2 separate regions of the Macaca mulatta genome follow, and region 1 is linked to region 2. A link is a contact called in public Hi-C data. All regions are on one chromosome and are shown on one strand. Each heading gives the region's core, a stretch centred on a gene start, on an enhancer-like site or on the middle of the called end of the contact. The rest is flanking DNA. Distances are from core to core; before and after follow the strand shown.

Evidence for each region. Hi-C and Micro-C count contacts between places; a contact is called where the count stands out from the background.
Region 1: a Hi-C map of liver shows a contact between it and region 2, with 2.4 times the contacts expected there. The contact joins the promoter of MIS18BP1 here to the promoter of KLHL28 in region 2. A contact is called at or near these places in 4 of 14 Hi-C or Micro-C datasets (CD4 T cells, blood, fetal cortex germinal zone and 1 more).

The regions. Positions count from the first base shown.
Region 1 is chr7:118,607,831-118,610,967 of T2T-MMU8v2.0, forward strand. MIS18BP1 (MIS18 binding protein 1) reads right to left here and starts at 1,609. Exons shown (of 17, transcript XM_028851531.2): 1 at 1,065-1,609.
Region 2 is chr7:118,294,121-118,297,352 of T2T-MMU8v2.0, forward strand. It overlaps KLHL28 (kelch like family member 28), which reads right to left and starts at 1,585. Exons shown (of 5, transcript NM_001261270.1): 1 at 1,556-1,585. It overlaps TOGARAM1 (TOG array regulator of axonemal microtubules 1), which reads left to right and starts at 1,900. Exons shown (of 18, transcript XM_077940950.1): 1 at 1,900-3,232. The coding sequence starts at 2,132.

The DNA of each region.
Region 1 (3,137 bases), core at 359-2,858, 310 kb after region 2:
ATTTACTGAATATTTACATGCCAGTCACTATATAATCTAACAGTAACTCGAAAGAGTTAAGTACTGTTATTACTCCAAATTTGAAAAAAGAGAAATTAAGGTATAAGGTGGTTAAGTAACCTGACCAAGGTCACTCGACAGTGAGAAAGAGGATCCGATTCTACCCGACTCCATAGCTTAAGTTCTTTACCAAAAGGCAACGTAGTCTACACAGCCACTAAACAGGGAAGTTCATGCTGCAGTACCTGCAGCATAAAATGAAATTAAACAACCCAGATGTCTACCAATAAAGGACAAAATAAATTCCACCACATCCATACAATTTATGTATTCAATAAATACATATATATGTACTTACACGGAAAAGCGTCCAAGAAATATTAAATTGAAAAAGAAAGTAACAACATATAATTGCATTTGTGTAAAAAAAAAATTAAATAAATAAATAAAACACAAACAAGCATAGAGAAAAACTCTGGAAGCAGTGAACCAAATTGTAAACAGTGTTTATCTTCGAAGGGCAGGATGAAGCGGCCTACCATTTTCTTGAACTCCTGAGCTCAAAGATCACCCGCCTCGACCTCCCAAAGTGCTGGGATCACAGGCGTGAGCCACCGCGCCCGACCATTTTCTAAATAATTTTATTAACATCTAAAGCTGTTTGCAACAAGCATGCAATTTAACCAGAACAAAACATAAGCTGAATGATCAATTGCTTCTATAGCCCTGTGGGTCCTGGGGTCCCAAGGGGAAGAGTTGGGTACTGACGCATATAATTTTCCCACTTGGTATTCTAAAAAAAAAAAAAAAAAGTTATTTTAGAACAAAGACCTAGAACGCTCACCATCGAAATAAATCTGAGCAATCGTGTTCTACTCTCTTAAGTACAGTAGACACAAAATAAGTGAACATCGAGTGCGAAGCTGTAAAATCAGTACCAAAGCCAGAAATCTACAAATAAATAAATAAATAAACTGCGTGAGCCTACATGCTTAAAGGGCAGGACGCCCACCATCGGCGGGGACCCGCGGCAGGAGGCTATCGGGGGGCGCGGGAGGACGTACCTTGGGTGAAGGGCCTGGCAGGGAGAGACTGCCGCAGTCCCGGCTCGGCTCCGCGCGGAGGGAGGGACGGACGCCGCCCGGCTCGCGCCTCAGGCCCACGGTGGCCCCTGCCCGCGGCGGCCGGGCACCAAGCGACGCTTACCCCCTCCGCGAGATACTATCACACAACACTTCCGTAATTCAAATTTGAAGAGCCCGCCCTCCAGCCGGCCTAGGATTGGCACTCTCGGGAATTGCGCCACCGTGCGTCTCACAGGGACGCTAGAAAACTGCAGGCGGCCTCTGCACGCCGTGGACGGTAGTGTATCCACAAAAAGTAGGCGACCCTAAGCTGTCACAGGCAGGGGGCGAGATCCTCTAGTTTTCCTCAAAGTTCGTTTCGTCTTCGCAGGGCACCCGCCCACCCTGAATCCCGCCTTTCCTCCCGTGAAGCTCTGCCGGTGCAAAGCTGACGTCGCACGCGGTGGGCCGCGAGCGCGCTCCGGCGCTGCTGCGTCTAAGTTTGGCCCTTCCTGGCTGCCGTCCTCCCCCACTAGGCTGTGCGCAGTAGCGGCTGTTATCCGTCTCTTCCGTCTCAGGAAAACAGCGTGCTCGGTGGGTTTGAGAGAACGTCTGTTTTTCTGCCCTCCATGTTTGAGGGGGAGAAAGAACATTTTGTTCTTGAGGGGATGATGGATTGAATGTAAAGTTACGCACAAAGTGGGATGTTTAGTTTGAACCATTCCCTCAGGAAGTGTGATATTTTGGGGCGTGGGGGATAGGTTCTCGCTCTGTCGCCCAGGCCTGAGGGCAGTGGCGCAATAACGGCTCACTGCAGCCTGGAACTCCAAGGGATCTTCCCACCTCAGCCTCTGAGTAGCTGGAACTACCGTCGTGCGCGACCATGCTTGGCTAATTTTTATTTTGTAGAGAGGAGGCCTCGCCATGTTGCTCAGGCTAGTCTCCAACCCCTGGGTTCTAAGCGATCCTCCCATCTTGGCCTCCCAAAGTGCTAGGATTACAGGCAAGCAACCGCGCCGGGCCAGGAAGTGATTATTATTATTTTTAAGTCACCTCACATTCTAGAAACATTAATCTCAACAACTGTAGGTTGCTGCATGCAGCTTGTGACGGTGGCCCCCAGGCTGCGTCCCGCCTTAGACTGCACCCAGTGAATCTCCGCTCTGATACCGCGGAGTTACCGGGTGTATACTTCGCCTTGTATAGGGCACATTGGTTCAGTCTTGAAAGTAGAGAAGGGGAAGCGAGGGAATGTAAGGTGTGTTTTCAGCCCTGAACCCTGTTCAACTCCAGTCCTGCATGAAGTCTGTCCTCTTCCCCCCATCCGCATTTGTGATGAGAGCTTCTTTTTATTTTATACTTTAAGAAAATTACTCAACTTCCTAGTCACATATCACATTTCCCCATTAAGAGGCTTTACTGAAAAGGTTGTAATGGATTGATCTTTTTTTAAGTGACTTGTGCAATCCCTTCTAAATCCTGCATCTGTTGTACCCGAGTGAGTTAGAGAAACGCCACACTTTGAGACAAATTTAAGAGTCCTTTATTAGCTGGCGACCGAGAGATGGCTAACGCTCGAAATTCTCGGCCAGAGGAAGGGGGTGGGTAAGGAGTCCTTGAAACCTTGCAAATGACGGAGCCAAATGGAGTTCGTCCAGCTTTCTTAGCTAAGGGAGAGCTTATCATGTGGAAACAAGGCTAGGTGATTAAGGAAGAGTATAAAAACAGAGTAAAAAACAAGGTTAGGTATTACACATCTGAATTTTGTACACTGAATAATCAAAATCCAAAATATAAATTTAAAACATCCACATGAATGCAAGTAAGGAAAAACAACAGTTGGAGGTAGGGGGAAAGGAAGCAAACTTACCTGGATAAAATGAAGTTTCTTTCTTGTACACCATAATGAGAAAATGATTGGACATGGATTTGCACTAGTTTTGTGGGAACCGGCCTTAAAACAGGTTAAATGGCATGTGTGAAATATACTTTGATAGGGGAAGTTTGAAGGGATGGTCATTCAGATTTCAAAGCACCTGAAATTGAGGTGTAAGAGGTTTCTGTGCCTGATGA
Region 2 (3,232 bases), core at 335-2,834:
GTTCTGCGATACAAGAAAGAGCGCACTGGATTTTCAACTTGAAAATTCTGATTCAACATAAACTGGCACTGTAATGTGTACATCATTCTCTAGGTTAGTTTGAACTGGGTTCCTCAAGTCTGGGCAATACATGGGTCTACACATTTGAGCTTCTTAGGTTGGGACTATGAGAAACAGACACTTTCTCATTGACAACTGCTACAATCATTTCTTGTTTTTCACCTCCCTGTCTTTAACCTGTCCCTAAAATGAAACATGTTAGCCAAACCTAATTTAGGCAGATTCATTTAAACACGAAAATGGCTTATTAAAACCCAAGTAACAGCCTAGAATTTAAACCAAAACATAGGATGTATATTTACACAGCCTCATTTATATTGTCTATTCCCCATCCCCACCCCCCCAAAAAAACAAAACAAAACTGATATTCAAATCGTAATTTAAGGCAAAAATTCAGAAATTATTTTTGCGCTTGCAACAGCTGGGAGCATTATTTATAAAGCTGTTTAGCATATGTGACTCAATTATCCCAAGACTTTAAAAAGTATTTAAGAGAAATCCCACCTGGTACAGAGAAGGGTAGGAATACTTGCATTTGAAGTGCATAAATTTGGGTCTTCAAATGATAACTTAGACTTTTCGCACGAGTCATTCAAAAGTAATTGTATTAATACTCCTTCAAAAAAAAATCTCTCTTCCACACTCCAAAGCATTCAGGCTCACACTAGATACGCCAGCTCCTCCACTGTGTTCGTTTAAGTATCATTTATGATAAGGAGAAAATGCACACAAAATTCTCAGTTCGCCTAAAATAAATAAATGTCTACTATTATTCCTAAATCCACAGGGCAGAATTCTCTTAGAACCGTGATGCCAAGAACTTCCACCGCAAGTGAAATTGTCTTCGCAATCTCTATCTCTAGGAGACTGAAAGGCCGCAGAGATGCTTGAGGATCCTGCAGGGAGGCTAGGGCGGCAGACGGAGGGGGCGGAGGGAAGGGGAGAGTCCCACAGAGGAACTGCATTAGAAGGAAAGACTTTGATAACGTCTAAGGGAGAGGCGGTTAGCTACAGGGGGAAAAAAAAAAAAAAAAAAAGACCTATTTCCAGATTATGTACGTTGTAAAGAAAACGCAAAGTGATGAGGGTAAGGAAACGTGGTCAAAAACAAACAAACAAAAAACAAACAAACAAACAAAAATTAACCCTCTACGGCCGGAGGGTTAAGAGAAGTCGACAAAAGGAGAAAGGGGAGGAGGGCGGGGGCGAAAAAAGGCCCCAAAGACCAGGAATTGAAAAAAAGTACCCGATTTGTGAGCTTGGCCGTGGTCCGGATCTTCTGTCCTGATAAGCAGATGGCAAGAGGAAAGGATCACAGTTACTCAGGGTGGCAGAGAGTAACGCGTTTACAAGGGTAACCAGCCCTGCACAAGAAGATGTCGTCTCTCTTTCCACCTGCTCCGCTCAGTCCTTTGCCTCTTACTCTAGCACCAGTGGCATTCAGGCAAAACACTGCCAAAGTCTGCACCGCTGGAGGACAGCAAAAGGAAAATACCTGAGTCCCAGTAATCACACGGGAAGCGACAGGAGGAGGAGCCGCGGACAACTGGAGCCTGGGCTGGATCCTCACTAGCTCCGGTCAAACCCCAACTCTTACGGGTGGGGCGGGCAACTTCCGCCCAGAGCAAGGAAAGCGTCACATCCGTCTAATGTCTTCACCCCTCCTCCCTTCTCCGCTCTAGCTACGTTTGCAACGTTCTGACTTCCTCTTCCAGGAGACTTTGGCCTAGTCTCAACACCTGACGTGGACTACATAACCCAGCATTCATCACGGCAAGTGGATTTCCGGGTCAAGAGGTCCGCGCTGGGTACATCACCATGGAAGCAATCGGTTTGGTCACGTGGTGCCCTTGGTTACGCCCGGTGGCAGCTGTGGGGTCTACGGCTCAGACGGGGGCCATTTTGCCAGAGGCTGCCTCCCGGAGTTGGGGGCGGCCTGGCGGCGGGCTGAAGCTGTTCTTTTTCCTCTTCTGCAGCTTGGGGCTTGGAGAGGATCTGGAAGTCCGGGCTCCATCGAGCCCTTCGGAGACGGCAATGATTTCTTCCAACCACCGCCACCTGACGACCCTGCATGGCGGCTGCGCCCTCCGCTCTGCTTCTGCTGCCGCCCTTTCCAGTCCTCTCTGCCTATCGGCTCCAGAGCCGCAGTCGTCCTTCCGCCCCAGAGACTGATGATAGTGGAGTTGGGGGCATTATGAGAGGAGAGAAAAACTACTACTGCCGTGGAGCTGCGGGGGACCACGGTTCCTGCCCCACTACAACTTCGCCTCTGGCCTCGGCCCTCTTGATGCCCTCGGAGGCAGTCTCAAGCAGCTGGTCTGATTCTGGAGGCGGTTTGTCAGGGGGAGATGAAGAGGAGACTCGGCTCCTTCAACTCCTCCGCACCGCGCCGGATCCTTCTGAGGCCTTTCAGGCTTTGCAAGCTGCTTTGCCGCGGCGGGGCGGTCGACTTGGCTTCCCCCGACGCAAGGAAGCTTTGTATCGGGCACTGGGCCGAGTGCTTGTGGAAGGAGGTAGTGATGAGAAGCGGCTCTGCTTGCAACTTCTCTCAGACGTTCTCCGGGGTCAGGGGGAGGCAGGCCAGCTGGAAGAGGCCTTTAGCTTAGCACTTTTGCCTCAACTAGTTGTCTCGTTACGGGAAGAGAATCCAGCCCTGCGGAAAGATGCGCTGCAGATCCTGCATATATGTCTGAAACGTAGTTCTGGAGAGGTGCTGAGAACGCTTATACAGCAAGGACTGGAAAGTACCGATGCCCGACTTAGAGCGTCCACAGCACTACTGCTTCCCATCTTGCTTACTACTGAGGACTTGTTGCTTGGTCTGGATCTCACCGAGGTGATAATATCCCTAGCCCGAAAGCTTGGTGATCAGGAGACAGAAGAAGAATCTGAGACAGCTTTCTCCGCCCTTCAACAAATTGGGGAGCGACTTGGCCAAGACAGGTTTCAATCGTATATTTCTCGTCTCCCCTCTGCCCTGAGGAGACACTACAATCGCCGCCTGGAGTCCCAGTTTGGAAGTCAAGTTCCTTATTATTTGGAACTGGAAGCCTCTGGATTTCCTGAAGATCCCCTTCCATGTGCAGTGACTCTTTCCAACAGCAATCTTAAATTTGGGATTATTCCTCAGGAGCTGCATTCACGATTATTGGATCAGGAAGACTATAAGAAC